2 separate regions of the Anser cygnoides genome follow, and region 2 is linked to region 1. Evidence: chromatin contacts called from public Hi-C data. All regions are on one chromosome and are shown on one strand. The core of a region is the stretch at or near the end of the contact, and the rest is flanking DNA. Distances in the headings are between cores, read along the strand shown. Region 1 holds the start of FOSL2 (FOS like 2, AP-1 transcription factor subunit). Region 2 holds the start of BABAM2 (BRISC and BRCA1 A complex member 2).

The links. Hi-C and Micro-C count contacts between places; a contact is called where the count stands out from the background.
Region 2: a Hi-C map of liver shows a contact between it and region 1, with 7 times the contacts expected there. The contact joins the promoter of BABAM2 here to the promoter of FOSL2 in region 1. A contact is called at or near these places in 3 of 7 Hi-C or Micro-C datasets (granulosa cells and liver).

The regions. Positions count from the first base shown.
Region 1 is chr3:30,728,530-30,732,527 of Taihu_goose_T2T_genome, forward strand. It overlaps FOSL2 (FOS like 2, AP-1 transcription factor subunit), which reads right to left and starts at 2,614. Exons shown (of 4, transcript XM_048079461.2): 1 at 1,645-2,614. The coding sequence starts at 1,743.
Region 2 is chr3:30,919,555-30,924,111 of Taihu_goose_T2T_genome, forward strand. It overlaps BABAM2 (BRISC and BRCA1 A complex member 2), which reads right to left and starts at 2,954. Exons shown (of 15, transcript XM_066993820.1): 1 at 2,847-2,954; 2 at 295-449. The coding sequence starts at 422. RBKS (ribokinase) reads left to right here and starts at 2,957. Exons shown (of 8, transcript XM_048079470.2): 1 at 2,957-3,216. The coding sequence starts at 3,095.

The DNA of each region.
Region 1 (3,998 bases), core at 1,364-3,863:
GGCACGTCCCAGCTCGGAAGCGGCCAAGGGGAAAAAAAAACAACACCCCAAAAACACCAGAAAAATCCACCCAGAGGGACTTCAACAAACACTTGATTATCAAATCTGGAGCGTATGGGACGTATCCCGTAACAAATAAAAGGCCCCCGACAGCTCGCCCGTGTCGAACATCCCCTGGAAGGAGAACCGGACACCGCACGGGGGTATTTCAGGGGAAAGTCAGCCAGTCTGAAAAAGTACACGAATTATTCCTGTTAAAGTCTATGTTTAGCACATGGCAAGTCGGCGATTAGGAATACAGCGTGACACGCAACTTGAAAGAAAAATGTTCCAGTGCTGCGTTGCATGGGAAAAATAATTAAAAAGCATCAAAGTTTTGGCTCCGAGTCACAGTTTCCACTCAAACATGTGACTGATGCATCTCTCCTTGCTTTGGGAAAAAAAAAAAAAGGCAAGAAAAAATTTCTACAATGCATATTTTCTGTGGTGATAAAGCCCTGCAGATCCCCCTAGCCCAGGATCAGCAGAGCAGCCCCGTTCCTAGGGTAAAGGCAACGCTCGCATTTGATCCTAATCTACAACATCTGTAGGGATCAAGGGAAAGACGGCGCGGGGCCTTGAGAAATTGCCCAGACTCTTAAGGAAAACATCGCTGAGCCGGCGTCCCGCGCAGAGCCCCGGCGCAGGCAGGAACCCTGGAAACTGGGCTCTGGCGCCCGCACGCGAGCTGCCTGGAGAGGACGCGCACCACCAGAAAATAAGAGGGAAAAGAAAAAAAAAATAAGTTAAAAAACCCAGCAAACAGCCATCAGCCCCTTCGGCCAGCTCGGGGCTGGCTGCCCACAGCCTCTCCCAGCCTCCTGGAGAGGGTGCCGGCCTCCGGTGCCCGGGCTGAGCGGGCGGAGGGGAGGGCGAGCCAAGGGCTTCCAGCTTTTTCGGCTTCCCCCCGCTCGCCCAGCTCGTCCCGGAGCCGGCAGGGAAGCGCTGAGGGCTCCTGCCGCCAGCTGCTCTCCCTGGAAGCCTCCATCCTCGGCGCAGCCCGCAGAGGGCACCCACGAGATGCGCTGGGAGGCGGCTGGGAACCGCGGCGAGTCATTTCTGGTAAAACTTCTTTCACGCGAGGAATGTCACGGGCTGGTACGGTTGGCAAACTTTAGTACCGGACTTTTTTTTTTTTTTTTTTCCTCCTTTTTTTTTTTTTTTTTAAACGATCCTATGACTTGCGGATGCGGAGACGGGGACTGGCAGCGCTGCTCGCACACCGCCTAACACCATCGGGAGAAACGGGGCGGGGGGAGCGCAACTCCCCGAAAAAAGCCCCGGAGTGGGGATAGGGCGGCTGGTGTAAACAAGTTATGAAATGGGCTGCGTTTGTATAACCGGCCCGCTTGTGTAACGCCTGCCACGGAGGTGCCGGCTTGAGGCGCGCGAGCCGCTTTTGGGGCGTTTTCGGCGCAACACCCGAAAAAGCGGGTGGGAAAGGAGAGGGGGGGGGGAGGCAAAGCAGAGCGGAGCCGCGCCTGGCAGCCCCGCTCCGGCTGGGGCACAGCGCAGCTCCCGGCCGAAATTTGGGGCGGCGAGGGCGAGAGCCGGCCCCGCGCCTCCCGTCGGGGACCCCCCCCCGACCCCCAGCCCCGGCCCTACCTGCTGGGCTGCGCCGCCGGAGTAGGTCTCGGGGTGTCCCGGGGAGCCGCTGCTGCCTCTGGAGGAGGTGTCGAAGTTGCCGGGGTAGTCCTGGTACATGGTCCGAGGTCGGGCCGGGGGGAGCCGCGTCCCCGCCTTCCCGCACCGCCAGCCGCCGCTCCCTCCGCCGTCTCCCCGCCCCCTGGCCGCGGCCGCCGAGGGGTTTGGTGTGGCTGGGTGCGAGTGTGTGTGTGTGTGTGTGCCCCTTACGGGGAACGGGGCTGGAAAAGGCTTTCTTGGGGCGGGAGAGGAAAAAAAAGGGGAAAAAGGGGGGAAGGGAAAAAAAAAAGGAAAAAGGGGGAAAAGGGGGAAAAAAGGCGGAAAAGAGAGAAGAAGGAAAGGGGGGAAGGAAAAGGAAAAAAAAGAGAAAGAAGGAGGAAAATAAAAAAGGAAAAGAGAAATAAAAAGAATAAAAAATAAGAGAAAAAAGAGATAAAAGGGAAAAAAAAGGAAAGAGGAAAAAAGGAAAAAAAAAAGGTAAAAGGGAGAGAAAAAATAGAAAAACGAAAGAAGATAAAAAATGAAAAGAAAAAGGGGGAATAAACGAGGGAAAGAAGGAGAAAACAGGCAAAGCCCCAAAATCAAGCGATCGGCGGAGCGACTCCCCGGAGCGGCGCGGGGAGGCTGCGGCGGCAGGGGAGCGCCGAGCGGGGCGCGCCGCCGGGCTGGGCCGTGCCGGTGCTGCCGGAGCGGTGCTGTCCGTGCCGAGCCGAGCCGAGCCGAGCCGAGCCGTGCCCCCTATGTCCCGCTCCCTGCGCGCCGCCCGGCCACTGCCGCCCCTCCGGCGGCGCGGCGCGGCCCCGGGCGGAGCGGGCGGAGCGAGCTGCCCGCCCCCGGCCGCCCCTTTATAACCGCGGCCCGGCCGCGCTGCGCCGCTCTGCGCCGCGCTGCGGGGCGGCGGCACGGCCCCGCTGCCCGCTCCGGCCCCTATTATCCGGCCCCGCCGCGCCGCCGCCGCCGCCGCCGCACCATGTGCACCGCGCACGTCAAACCCGCGGCGCTGCCGCCCCGCCCCGCCCGCGCGGAGCCTCCCACCGCGCCCCGCTGCCCGGGGGGGGGGGGGGGCGGCCCCCAGCCCCGCGCCCCGCCCCGGCCCCGCGCCCCGCCGCGGCGCCCGCACCCGGGCGACCCGCTCCCGCCCCCCCCCCCCCGCGGTGCCGCGGGGTGGCGGCGGCGGCGGCTTGAGGAGGGGTTTCGCGCCCCCCGCCCCCCCCCGCGCTGCCCGCGCCGCTTGGTACGCGCCGCTGTCGCACGTTGCCAAAAATGGGCATTTGCGTCGCGCTACGCCAGCGCGGGGTTCCGTGCCGCGGGTGACGCGCTGCGAGAGGGATTCCCTGCTCCGCGCCGCCCGGATTTAAAGGGGCAGCGCCCGCGGGGGGGGGGGGGGGGGCCGCCGCCGGGAGCGGGAGGGGGGGGGCGGGGGTCGGGGGCTGGCGGGGGTTGTCCCGGGGGGGTCCTGGGACCCCGAAACCCGAGTGCTGCCGAAACGGCCCGCCCCACGCGGAGCCTGCTGCTCCCACGCCGTGCCTAGGGGGGCGGGGCACGGCCGCCTGGCACTGCCAGGCGTGGGGGCATCTGGGGACATTTGGGGACATTTGGGGACATTGGGGGCATTTGGAGGCATTTGGGGTGTTTGGGACATGTGGGGCATTTGAGGGCATTTGGGGGTGTTTGGGGCATTGGGGACGTTTGGAGGCACTTGGGGTGTTTGGGACATTTGGGGCCATTTGGCGGCATTTGGGACATTTGGGGACATTTGGGGACGTTTGGGAGCATTGGGGGCCATTTGGGGCCATTTGGGGGCATTTGGGACATTTGGGGGTATTTCAGGACATTTGGGACATTTGGAGCCACTTGGGGACATTTGGGACATTTGGGGGCATCTGGGACATTTGGGGACATTCGTGGGGCATTTGGAATATTTGGGGACATGTGAGGCACTTTGGGGGCATTTTGGACAATTGGGGACATTTGGGGCTATTTCAGGACATTTGGGGCCACTTGGGGACATTTCGGGGCATTTGGGGGTATTTGGGACATTTGGGACGTTTGGGGGCGTTTGGGGGACTTTGGGAGACTTTGGGGACATTTAGGGGCATTTGGGACATTTGGAGGCACTTGGGGTGTTTGGGAGATTTGGGGGCATTTGGAGCCATTTGGGACATTTGGGGCCATTTGGGGGCATCTGAGACATTTGGGGACATCTGGGGGCATTTGGTACATTTGGGGACATCTAGGGCCATTTGGGGCCATTTAGGGCCCTTTGGGGCCATTTGAGGGCATTTGGGTGCATTTGGGGGCATTTGGGACATTTG
Region 2 (4,557 bases), core at 1,704-4,203, 190 kb after region 1:
TAAACAAAAGGAAAAAGTGTTTATAACTATCTTGCTGCTGAAAACCAGCACTATCAAGTGGCAGCGATGGAAGTGTCTTAACAAGATTATTATTGCCAACAATATGACAAATTAAATTCCATAAAATACAAAATGGTAATGAGAAAAAAAAACCAATCCAGATAGTATGTCACTTCCAGATATACTGGAAATGCTTAAATACTTGTTGACCTAATAAAAATGAGTCCTGAAAAGACATCTGAACTGTTATTAGGGGTTGGATGTTCTTTTTAGATAGGAAACTCAAACACTTACCCAGATTTCAAGTCTGTAATACGTAAACAATTAGTAGCATCCAAGCCTACTTTTCCATTTCTGACCACACTGGAAATGAAGGGTGAAAGAGCAGGAGAAATTCTGTTCAAGGCAACTTCAGGTGACATTTTAGGGCGTTCCTCTTTCCTCTTGAGCTGTATAGGAGTAATAAGGGAGAAAAAAATTACTGATTGCAATGGAACCAAGGGCTTCGTTGTGTCTCCATATTCTCATTTGTAACATCTAATACAACTACAATGGGTATAACCATAATCAGCGTTACTTTTACAGTACTCCGCTAGGTTGCTACTTACAGTATTTGAGGTTTCCTTCAAAGGCTAGCACTGCCTTTCTTTCAGTGATATCACCACGCTCTGAAAGGCATCCTCAGGCACAAAACTCATCAAGAGCCTCATACATACAAATTTTAAGCACAGCTTTTTCAGAGGTGCTTGCAATTGCATGGCCTTATGCTAAATCAGTTGGGCCACTAACCACACTAAGAACCTGCTGCTTTTTAGATGAAATGCAGACACTGAGCACGCTGGTAATTTAACCCAGTCCCATGCAGAAAGGCTAGACACTGTGGACTACAACAGACTGTGGCAGGTGAAGTGGAAGAAGAAAAGGGTAAGCAACCTATCAAAACACAAATGTAATACATTTGATCGTGTTCTTGGGCACTCAGTTCCATCTGAAAATTAACTGAACTTCGCAGTTTCACAAAAATGCAACCACAGAAAAAATGAGTGTAATGTCATAATGACAGTGAAAAGTTGGGCAGAAGACCCAATACTTAGACTCTGACCATTAGTGGATTTTTTTTTAAACCCATTCAATTGAAAAACAGCCCTCCAGACTGTATTTACTTCCTTACAAAATTAGAGACATGACCCACTAGTGGGTGGCACCCGTGCCCATAGCAGGGGGTTGGAACTAGATGACCTTTAAGGCCCCTTCCACCCCAGACTATCCTGATTCTATTCTATGACTTGACAACCTCTTAATTACTCATCTACATCCACAAGTAACACTGCATATGGAGTGCTGCATTCACAGTACTTCTCTGTTGTTTCTAACTTTCCGTTTACAAGCATTAGTTGGTAACTAGTGGATATTTTGCAAACTGATCGTTCCCTGTAACTGGTAGGAACATTAAACATTTGAGTTACACCTTTTGTTCTTATGAAAGCCATTCACACTGAAGTAGTATGAATGAACGCTCAACAAAGAGGATTTATCCTAGCTATTCTGAATAAAGCAAAGGCCACGCTATTTCAGAACAAAAATAACAAGAATTTCCTAAAAATAGCAATTACCTTTAATACACTGTTTTTTACATTTTATGGCAGCTAAAGAAGCTGAAGAGTGAACATCCATACACTAATGTAAAACTAGCTCTCTTCACATACATGATTTACCCTGACAATGGGCAACAACTGAAGTTTGCTTGGCAAACACCTATGGCAATTCAAGACGCTACTTCACATCTGTTACTCCTCTGCCCTAAACGACTGCCTACTCACCTTTATCCTTACCTAGAGAAGCTGAGAACACAAGCCCGGACTTGACCCGTTTCAACGCAAAGTCCAACAGCTTAGCTTGAATGGGTAATGAGCTTAAACTAAAACGCCTGATTTTGTGCAAGGCTGGCTAAAACTGGGCACATTTCATTCCACCAGCTCTACTGCAGGGAGAGTAACATCAGGCAGAGGGGACAGCTGGACTGCTGAAGGTTTTGGAAGCCATGAGAAGCATGCTGAAATTTAAGTTATCCTTCTAGCGTTTTATGCGCAAAGGTCTCACAGGTGGTTCTGCTTATGTGACACGTTTTGAGGGAACTGTGAATGTTATGAGGGTAAGGCCACAACACAAAGAGAAACATGTGGGGACAGAAGATGAATAGGCACCTTCCAAAATGAATTACGGGATGAGATTCTTTATCTTCCCATTAATAAAATCTGCAGATATCATCAAAACAAGATGTCAGTGACTCCCAGGCATGGCTCCTGGTTTTATTACGCCGTTTTTCCAGATCTGTAATATCTCCCATGTAACGAGCCAGTTAACACACAGTACTGACAGGCTCGCTCTGCGTTCAACTCACGCGTTTATTTTGTAAACAGCGGGCTTTACAAACCATAACAAAGCAGCATAACTCCTGTAAAGCTCAGCCCCCACGCACAGCATTTTTCCCCCCAGCGCTACTGGGAAGAGCGCACAAACCAAACGAACCTAGAAAGACACAGGACATTAAAGCTCGCCAGGCTGCTTCCCTCCCGGAGCCCGGCACCGGGAACCGCACCGGGGCCAGCCGCAGCCCCGCAGCCCCGTCCCGCTCGGGGTGAAGCCCTGCGGCCTGCCCGGCCTCCAGCCACGGCGGGCCCGGGGCGCCCCCGTTCAGCCCGCAGGGAGCCTCCCCTCCACCCCCTGGGGGCTTTTACCCCCCGGAGGGGCACGACGCGGGCCCGGGGCCGGCTCCCCCCGCTCCCCCGGGGCCGCTGGAGGCGCTGCGGGCCGCCCGTCCCCCCCCGCCCCGGCCCCGCCATTACCTACGGCCCCTTAGCAACGGCCGCGCCCGGCGTGCGCGCCCCCGCGCCCGCCCCGCCGCCCGGCGTGCGCGCCGCCGCCGCCACCACCGCGCCTCCCCACCCCCCCCCCCCCCCAACCGGGCCGGAGGGGGCCTCGCCGGCGAGCGGCCGCCGCGCTGCCGGGGTGGGGTTTTCCCGCCGCGAGCAGGCGTTCGCGCGGGGCAGCCCTGCCGGCGGAAGGCCCCCGGCGTGCGGGGCCGGGCGTTGCCATGGTGACGGGGGAAGCGCGGCGCGGCCTGCTGCGGCCTTGGGCGCAGGGGGCAAGGGGCAGGCCCGGCCCCATGGCGGCCGCGGTGGTGGTGGTGGGATCCTGCGTCACAGACCTCGTCAGGTCAGTACCCGCCGCCTGCTCGCCGCTTCGCCGGGGGAGCCGGGGGGGGGGGGGTCCCGGCCTCGTTACTGCGGGGCCGGGGGGCTCCGAGGCGGGCAGGAGGCGGGCAGGAGGCAGGCAGGCGGCAGGCCGCGTCCCGCAGCGATCTGCCTGGGAGACCTCCGGCTCTGCCGCTCCCCGTCTGCACGCGAGTCTGAAAGGGTTTGCGAAGGTAACCGGAGGTGGTCGGCTGGGGCACCTCGGTTCAAAGCACTTGGGTCCGCCAGAAAAGCGAGGAAGAAGGCTTAATGTCGGAAAGAAACTCCAGCCCGTGAAGAAAAAAAAAAAAAAAAGTAGGTTAGAAGTTGATTATTTACAGACTTCATTTCATGGGACAGTGAGAGAGAGAGAAAGAGAAAGCCTGCCGAGCTGTTTGCAGCCATTCAGATCAAGAAACGGAAATAAGCCCTCAGGAAACCAAGCACCTCTGCTTTTTAAACTGATTTATTTATTTATTTATTTATTTTAAGGAACGTCTTCGTTCCACTTGATTCATCTTCTGGGCATTTTGCTTTCAGGAGGAGGTACTTGGGCCTCATTGTCATTTTTTGGTGCGTACGTAGGGTTTAGAAACTTTTTAAAAAATAAAACAAAGTTTTGGTCCGAGCAGCCTGGGTTTTATAATGAATACTAAATATCGAAAGAATTCAAACAAAACTGCAAGAGTTGGCAACAGCGCAAATGCTAACCTAAACGGCCCGACCTTGTCAGCCCCTGTAAACTTGCAAACCAGTCCTTTATTTGCACTATATTAAACACATCTGGTTTTAAACTATGTACGCAGACTTGGTTAACATAGGATTTAAAAGTATATGTGTCTGGACTGCATCAGCTTGCTCTGCTGGGAATTCTGCAGTAAAAAAAAAAAAATGCAATTCCTCAATGTGAATCAGCAGACAATCAAAGCCTGTGGGTCAAGAAAGTGTAGAAGGCGTGATTAGAAGGTTATGCTGGGGAGTAAGTGCAATGTAGTCATAGACGTGCACTGTAAAAACACTTTAAAAATCGTAGAACCTTTGTCAGAAAGATTTAATGCTTTATGTAATCTGCAGCACGCACTGGCAGTTTTCCAAGTGGAATAGTTGTGTTGTAAGTCAGAGTAAGATATTGGAGAACCGATCTTGACGTTAAGTGTGTGTGAGCGATCAGATACTTGTGACGTTACGTTGAAAAACAAGGCATGATGCTTTAATCTCAAGAAATTCCTTTTCCTATCTCTCTAAAATGTGGAAAGAAAAAAAAACTTCAAAAATTGCCTACCGCTTTAAGCACTACTGACAACCATGGGCCTGGGTTTTTTCT